Linked DNA regions of Hordeum vulgare: region 1 is linked to region 2. The links are chromatin contacts, called in public Hi-C maps. All regions are on one chromosome and are shown on one strand. The core of a region is the stretch at or near the end of the contact, and the rest is flanking DNA. Distances in the headings are between cores, read along the strand shown. Region 1 has its middle 46 kb from the start of LOC123449510. Region 2 has its middle 45 kb from the start of LOC123449510.

Region 1 (4,051 bases), core at 251-2,750, 91 kb before region 2:
ATCCAAATTAGCTCACGGTGAGAGAGGAGGAGACTGGATCCGTGATTACCCGGGAATTAAGGGAGTAGACGCTGCCACCTTTTCCGTCCCGCAGGCATCGCATGCATGCACCGCAGGCAGGGCCACCTGACCGGCACCAGATTCTCAAAACAAAAGGGTTGTTTTCGACTCTTTGCAATGCCATCTCGAAAAAGTGTTCCGTCCCGTTTTATAAATAAAACAACAAAGCACATATAAAAAAGCATACAATTCAACACCGCACGCATCCAAGGCAGATAAAGGGGCTGACGATATAGAATACTCCAAAACGGTGCTTATAGATGCCCAGGAAACTCGCTTAACCTGTTGATTATAGATGAGTAGCACTAGTAATGCACTAGAGTGCGTACAACTAACTAAGCTAAGCTAGCTATGGCTGGAAATGTGGAGAGTGCTAGATAGAGGAGGTGGTAGACATGCGCGCGTGATGATGATGTAATAGTCCGAGTCTCAAGGCAATCGATCGATGCATTTCTCTTTCTCTTTCTCGTGTGTGCCCTACGCAAGCTAAACTAGAAGCTAGCTTGCTGCTTTTTTAACGGGCAAGCTTGCTGATTCCTGCTTGATTGACAGCAATTTTGTATATATCAACAACCGGTCCTAAACTACCATTTTCATCTACGAGTGGGGTGATTCCTGCTTATCCAATCGCAAGCGAACATGTAGCGCGTACGTCGCTACGCGCCGCAAGTGGTTTCGCTTAACCACTACACACTTTCCGTTTTGTTTATCTTGTATAGAGTGTGCAAGTAGCAGTAGTTTACTGAGCTAGGTATCATGGAGCATGAACTGGTTCGTGGATGCATTGTTGGATCCGAGAAGTAATTCCCGGTTCCGATCCCCAACCCATTTGTAAGCCGAGACACCAGATCCAAATCCAAACCGGACCCCAAGAAAATGCATGGGTACACTATTCGTCTGGGAACGGGTCAGGCCTCGATCCCAAACGACACGTATACAGATAGAGAGGGACCATGGTTTCTCATGATAGAAACGTAGCACAGCTTGGATCATGATTACTACGTACTCCCAACGTCTTAAAATTCTTGTCTTAGATTTATCTAGATATAAATGCATCTAGTCATGTTTTACTATATTTATACATTTATTTTTAAACAAACTATAAAAATTATGGGACAGAGGGAGTGTTATTTTTCGAGCGGATTGGCTCGGTCCCAGAGAGAGCTCTGAAATGTAGATCTAACGTTTCTGGATCAGGCTGTTATTGATGACCCCGTGCAAAAGCCGCTGTTAGCGTGGATGCACGGCTCTTTTTTTTTTTTTTTTGCGGGGAGACGCACAGCTCTATCGGCACATGGATAATTTGTCACGCTCACACTGCATGCACACTGTCTTGGCCGCTGGACATTTTTGTACACAAATTTGCTATCCGGTTCCGTGCCTCGGTGGCACGTAGACGCGCACGATTTTAATTTTTAAAATATAAGTGGTCCTCTTTGCGCCAGGCCACCAACCATCTCATTTCGCATTGATCTGCACGGTTGGCCTAGTCCATACTCCAACCATGCAGAGTACTCTTCCTATTTTTAAATATAATTTTTTTTAGAGATTTCATTACGTTCGATACACGAAGTAAAATGAATGAATTTATATTTTAAAATATGTTTATAAATATTCACATGTAATTCATTAATGAAATTTTTAAAAAAACTTATATTTAAGAAGGAAGGTAGTACATTCGTGTATACATGTATGCTGTGGTCCTGTAGTACTGCTCGGTCGATCGATGGCATATACGGAGCAGCAATGAAATCGCTGCCAAGTTTGTACAGGAATGCGCCTCCAGATCGAGGGGGCTTGGCACAGGGACGCTGCCACGCCAGGGGAGGACTAGTTCTGGCGATCGTTTACCATGTCTACTCTGACAAGAAAAACTTGGCCCCATGACGCAGTGGCAATAGAAAAAACGCGTGCAGTTAGTTGGTACAGGAAGAAATTGGGGTTCGTGGATAGGGATATCGTAGAAAACAATACTATGTGCGTCGAGAAGGGTATAATATTGTTTCTGGAATAAGCGTACCATCACTGACTGTCACCGTTCCATAAACAAAAACACCGTCATGTACCACTCAATCAGAAGCTGATGGGAGACCTTGTCCAAAGAATGGGACACGTTAGAAAGGGAATATATACATTTAGATTAGGCCAAATGGAGCGGAGGGGGAGGGCCATGGCTTTTCTATCCAGAGTTTTAATCGCGACGGGGTTAGAAGGACTTCAGCAGCACACAGCAGCTAGCTAGTCCGTTTAAGAAATTCAGGAACTTGCAGAATTTAAGAATCACCGGGCTCAGAGCAGCGCAGTATTCTTTTCTCTTGAGCTGTCAGGAATAATGGAAACATCTGATTCTCTGTGGCTGCAACACTACTATAACGGAGATGTAATTGCCATGGGATGGGATGCATAGTTATCCGGTTAATTAGATCAGAGCAAGTCTAGCGTCTTGGCTTTCAAGGAGAGTTTGCTCCGGGATGAACAGAAAAGGTAATAGTAAAATCATTCAAGAAATTATTATCCTTTTGCCGATGTTCTGGTTAGTTTTTTTTAAAACGCGGAGTCCAATTCATTATCCTTCTCACTCACAATGAGTAACAAGCATAGGCACACTTGTTGGCGAACAGGACCGACCGTCGACATCAGAAGGACAAACTGCGCCTCAGCTCCGAACGCCATCATCATCGTCGCTACACAAGTCGCAACGCCAACTGTCATGGGAATTATCCTCACAATAGTACCTAGGGGTACGAACGAAGGAGCGAAGTCTAATTAGGCGCAACGGATGCACTCGGATGTACGAGTTCAGGCCCCACTCGGAAGTGGTAACATCCCTACGTCTCGAGCCCTGAGGCTGATGTTTTCTTATGGGGTAGGTAAGATTACAAGGTGATGAACCCTTGAGCTCGAGCCCGGGAGTGGCTTATATAGTACATGTCATGACAGACCGAGCTTCATTACAAGGTGAGATGATGCTAATAAATAGGAAAGTTACTAGAAACGACAGCTATAACTCTCGGCGTTACTCGTAACATGGGTCTTCAGTGCACTTCATGTGATGGATTAAGTCCTTAGCCGTTGCAGCCTTTTCGGTGCCTTCACCTTGCTGTGGTCCGAGTGCGAGGATGCATCCGACTGATACAAGGTGATCCGAGTGACTCCACGCACGCCGAGTGACGATATGTTGTATCGAGTGAGGTCGATACTACACCGGTGACTTTAAGGACACTGATGTCTGTAAGGGGTCCTAGGTGGGCCTAGGGAAGCAGGTCCGTAGGCCTACCCGTAATGTACAACCCCATCAGTAGCCCCCGAATCGGTTGAGGTTTTGGAGACCGAGTGAATGACTTCCTTCGATGTCTCCAACATTTTGGAGATTCTTGGGTTGTAGCTCGGGGCTGCTTCATTCAGACTCTCGGCAAACCTACACGGATTCAAGAGTGACGAATTCCGACTACCTGGTCATACATGTATGCCCACAGTCGGTAGTGACCGATTATCTTTTGGGGAGATAGATCCCACGAGTTGGGCGAACGAGAGCTCTGAACTATGTGTGCTCAATCGGCGAGTTGTGACGGATCCCCACTTGCATTGAGGCAAGGACGATCAGGTCGTCCTCATTGGTTTCCCGGATGATCAGGGTCCCGTGGGGGGGGGGCGAAAAGAACATTCGGCACACCTCGTCACACGTCGTGGATACGGAATCCATTCGGGATATGAGGCGGGACGATTTTTTCGCAGCTTTGGAACTGAGGGAACGCGCGCGGGGGCGGCGGTTTCGGCGGAGACGCCGGTAGTGGAAGTAGTGGGATGACGCCCCGATTTCCATGCGTGTGATGTCGCTGTCATGCTACAGTGCACCCCATCCTCGGGATACTATAGATCTTCCTCGGCCGGGGATGTACTCGATATGGAATCTCCCTGTTAGGTATTTAAGTAGCGAGGTGGAAGGGAGAGGAGACCGTGCCTCAGAATCAAGTCCTTTCCATCTCTGCTT
Region 2 (4,142 bases), core at 732-3,231:
AGGCACAACCGTGCCTCTTGCGGAAGCAAAAAAATGGCTCTCGCAAAAACAAACCGTGCCTCTCGTGAAAAAAAAACGTATTTTTTCGTCAAAACAATTTGATTGTTTTTGTCCAAAAACTAAGAACGACCATTACAAAACCAAAAAAAAAAACAATTCTAAAACGTCGAAAACGTGTGTGAATAATCTCTCCCTAATAATAAAGCAGACAATGTTTCTGTCGTCCGTCGTGGCGGTTTTGCAAAAAAGCCCCCCTGGTTTTTTAAAATCAACTCGCGGTCCTCCGTTAAGTGAAAAAAAACATTTCATTTTCTCAAAAAAAAATGTCCTCCACCGGTCGAGGGATGGGGTGGATCAGGATGGTCTGGTCCCGATCTGGCTGAGGAGGACGCCGGTCCGTCGCCGGCGAGCATCGCGGCGGTGGTCAGAGGTGGAGGCGAGGCCGAGGGGCGCGTGGGAGGCCGGGTCCATGGCGAGCTGGGCCGGATCTGGTGGCGGGCGCAACGCACCATGCGGCAGGGTGGCGAGGCAGGAGGCGGTGGCGCGCGACAGCGCAGGTGCGCGGGGCGGCGAAGTGCGGCGGCGGCACGCGGCAGTGCAGGCCACGGTTGTTGCTGCCGGCTGATCAATGATAGCGCGTGTGCACGGCAGCGCGCACGGCGCCAAGAATCCATCCCTTGCTGGCTCGCTCCCTGCCTCCTTTCGTTCTGATCTTCGCAGTCGACAGGGGCAGCACGCCACATCGATTCAGTTTCACAGCTACAACTTACAAATTCAACCACTAAAGGTGTAATTGATAATTAGATGTACTGATCCTTCTATTTCTAAAATTGGGATCTCTTCGCTCATGCAGCCATGCTGCTGCTTGTTTGAAACAGTCATGCTAATTCGATTTCCCAATTTATCTATCAATGCAGGTGCAGGCATGGGCACAGTTCTATGTTTGCTGTCAATCACGCTGCAGTATAGACGTGCAAGAGTAAGTTTGTTTGATCAGTTGGTGCAAGTTCTTTCCGTAAAAAAGTGTTTCTAACGTATAAAAAACTGAACAATGATGCTTATACAAACTTTACGTAAACCAATGGCTTAACTTTGTTTTTTCATATTTTTTAAAACTGTTTTGCTAATGATTTTTTTTAAGTATATGGATGTTGATATGCAACCTTGAACATTTGGCATGCATGTACTTATAAATTTATTGTTTTTTATGAAGATGTCTAATATGTTTGCAACCAAATTAAAATTTTACTTGGATTACAAATGCAAACACTTATATCAGCAAGACAAAAATAATGCTTTTATGCATATGCTATCATTAATTAATAAAACACACTTTGCTATTTTCATCATAATGCAAATATTTATGGTCATCACCGAGGAGGACACAGACCATGCAACTTGAAACAGCAAGTAAGATCATATCCATGCTTACTTATTATATGTTTATTAATAATATAAGTTCACATGACATAAATTTAAATTGTTTGGAATACCTACACGCAATATTCTTTCATACTTTGATTTCTTGATTTGTTAATTAAGTATGCATCGAGTTGACGTATAATCTCTCTGTAACTAAGCATACTGAACGTACTGAATTTTTTCTCAGAGAGAGGGATCTTAAAATGTGATGGCATTTGAAACTAAAAGACGTGGACTTATTAAGGTCTTGAGTCGTGGTTATTGTATCAAGAGTGCGTGTTATTTTCTCTCCCGTTGCAACGCACGGGCTCTTTTGCTAGTAATAATAAAACGAATTTTCGAAGAAACGCTCAAAACGTGACACGTGGCGGCGGTTGAAAACGCGCCAAATAACAACACGCAAGAGTGCTCTCTCGGAAACTCCGAAAGGAGCGCCTGCTAACTAATGATTCCCGCGAACGAGAGACGATCAGACGCAGAAGGGCGTCATATAGCATCTACCGCCGTAAAGGAGCTCCCTTATGTCTGGAAATCTCTATTAGCCGCTCGTCGCGGCAAATTGTGGCAGCGTCGCACAGCGAGGCACACTAGCGAAGCGACTGGGCCGGACCGTTTGACCAGTTCCCTTGTTCCAGTTTGGAACGTGACTTTCTTCTGATTTTAGCTTTTCTTTTTTCAAGTTTCCTTTTCCTTTTGTTCTCTTCTAATGGTTCTCGCTCGCATGGGCATATGACTGAAAATCCTTTTTCGCTGGGCCTTTTGGACTCGAAATCCAAACAGAGAGAGTCGTTCAAATCCATCTTAGAACGGACAATGAAAAAGGCATTGAGCGGGTGCAATCTTGAGGAGCTAGGTAGGATGGAACAAAGCTTGACCGTTTTTTCACTGAACTACTCGAACTTTTTGTTAGAAAAAGCAGAAGTAGCTCAGTTCGAGAGAGGTTTTCCTTTTTTTTGTTCATGTTTATTTTTATCTTTTTTAAAAAATGGTTTGGAAATTTGAAGTATTGTTCTTAATTCAATACATTTTTCCTGTTTTCAAATTATCTTCACAATTTTGTTAAATGTTTGCTAATTTTAACAAATGTTTGGGAATTTAAAATAAATTGACATTTCTGATTAATTTCTTTGAGTTTCACAGAAAATGTTCAAAATTTTCTTTGCCTTTTGTTTTTGTTCAAAATTGTCACAACTTTTTCGTAAGAAAATGGGAATTTCAATAAATAATTTCTTTTCAAAAAATTTCGCCGATTTCAAAGAATGTTCATGTTTCCAAGTTTAGTTCGAAGATTCAAAAAATGTTATTGTATTTGAAGATTGTTCCTATGTTAAAATTTTGTTTAGGAGCTTCAGTTTTTTTTCAAGTTTTAATAATTGGTTAAATTTTTAAGTAAATATTCGTGTTTCACTGTTTATTCCGAAGTTTTGATAAAAATATAGTTTTTAAAAAATGTTTGTGCTCCAACATTCGGTTTGGAAACAATTTAAACCTTAATCAAGAGTGTATGGTCAGCCTTTCATTCATACCGGCGCCGACAGAATTGATAATGAACACTTCGGTAAAATCAAGATGTGAAACGAAAAAATATCTACAACCACGCATACACTCCGTACCAAAATCTCTCAGAAAAATAGATTTATCATCCTACACCAAGAGGGAGACGTATTAAGAATGACAACATTCAAACGTCTTGCGATGGTATGAACACTAAGGCCACCGTTGACGAGAGTGGGAAAAGATAAAGAGAAACACTGATGGGATGACATGTGTTGAAATAAAGGATATTGACCTATTGAAGTCTCGAGTCATGCTTATTATGTTCGGAAATGTATTTTCTTTTTACCCGTTGAAACGCACGAGCTCATTTGCTAGTTATCCTCAAATTTGTTCAGGAGTTTCACAAGATTTAAATATTTTCCTCTTTTAAAATTTTGTTCAGGAGTTTTGAAAAATGTTCTAGTTTCAATAATTGTTTGGAACTTTAAATAAATGTTCGTGCTTTCAATTTTTGTTCTGGAGTTTCAACTTTTTTTCTAGTTTCTAAAAAATGTTTGCATTCTGAAATATGGTTTGGAATTTTTAAAAATGCTCGCGCTTTGAAAAAATAAATTTGTTTTCAAATTCTGTTCCAGAACTTTAAAACATGCTTGTATTTAAAAAAAATGAATTAAAAAAATGTTCTGTTTTTGAGAAAAAAATCACGTGCTCATTTTTCGCAACGTTTCATAAAATTGCTCAGTATTTCAGTAATTTTCACAAGACATTGAACTTTAATCAGTATTTAGAGAATGTTAACCGTCTATACAAAAATATTGAACTTCGATACGAAAAATGTACAACATTAATGATAGAAAGTTAAATTGAAATATATGTTTGAAAAATGTTAATCATGTACTTGAATTTTTTCCTAATGTATAAAAAAAGTACAAGGTGTGTTCAAAGAAGTACTCATAAAAAAGAAATAATTAAAAAATATTGATCATGCATTTGGAAAAATGATAACATTGTATATAAAATTGATCCAGATGTGTAAGGAATATGTGCAAGGTTTATCAAAATATATATTTTAAAAAGTATTAATAATTTATTTGGATAATCCTTAAATGTATACAAATATCTTTATATGTTGTTTTTGAGAGAATACAAATGTCTTTATGTGTATACCAAAAATGTATATGTGTTTGCGAAATGAAATAGGCGTCAAAACATATATTGGAGAA

What was found. Hi-C and Micro-C count contacts between places; a contact is called where the count stands out from the background.
Region 1: a contact with region 2 is called in a Hi-C map of leaf, with 5 times the contacts expected there. The contact joins two enhancer-like sites. A contact is called at or near these places in 6 of 6 Hi-C or Micro-C datasets (leaf, seedling and an unstated tissue).

What each region holds. Positions count from the first base shown.
Region 1 is chr4H:559,972,875-559,976,925 of MorexV3_pseudomolecules_assembly, reverse strand. No RefSeq gene overlaps it. Among protein-coding and RNA genes, the nearest start is that of LOC123449510, 46 kb to the right of the region's middle. Within about 2 kb of position 1,500, at least 3 of the 3 cell types and tissues checked have open chromatin away from gene starts, as enhancers often do. A contact at or near this core is called in leaf, where this site is marked.
Region 2 is chr4H:559,882,125-559,886,266 of MorexV3_pseudomolecules_assembly, reverse strand. It overlaps the pseudogene LOC123447034. Among protein-coding and RNA genes, the nearest start is that of LOC123449510, 45 kb to the left of the region's middle. Within about 2 kb of position 1,981, at least 2 of the 3 cell types and tissues checked have open chromatin away from gene starts, as enhancers often do. A contact at or near this core is called in leaf, where this site is marked.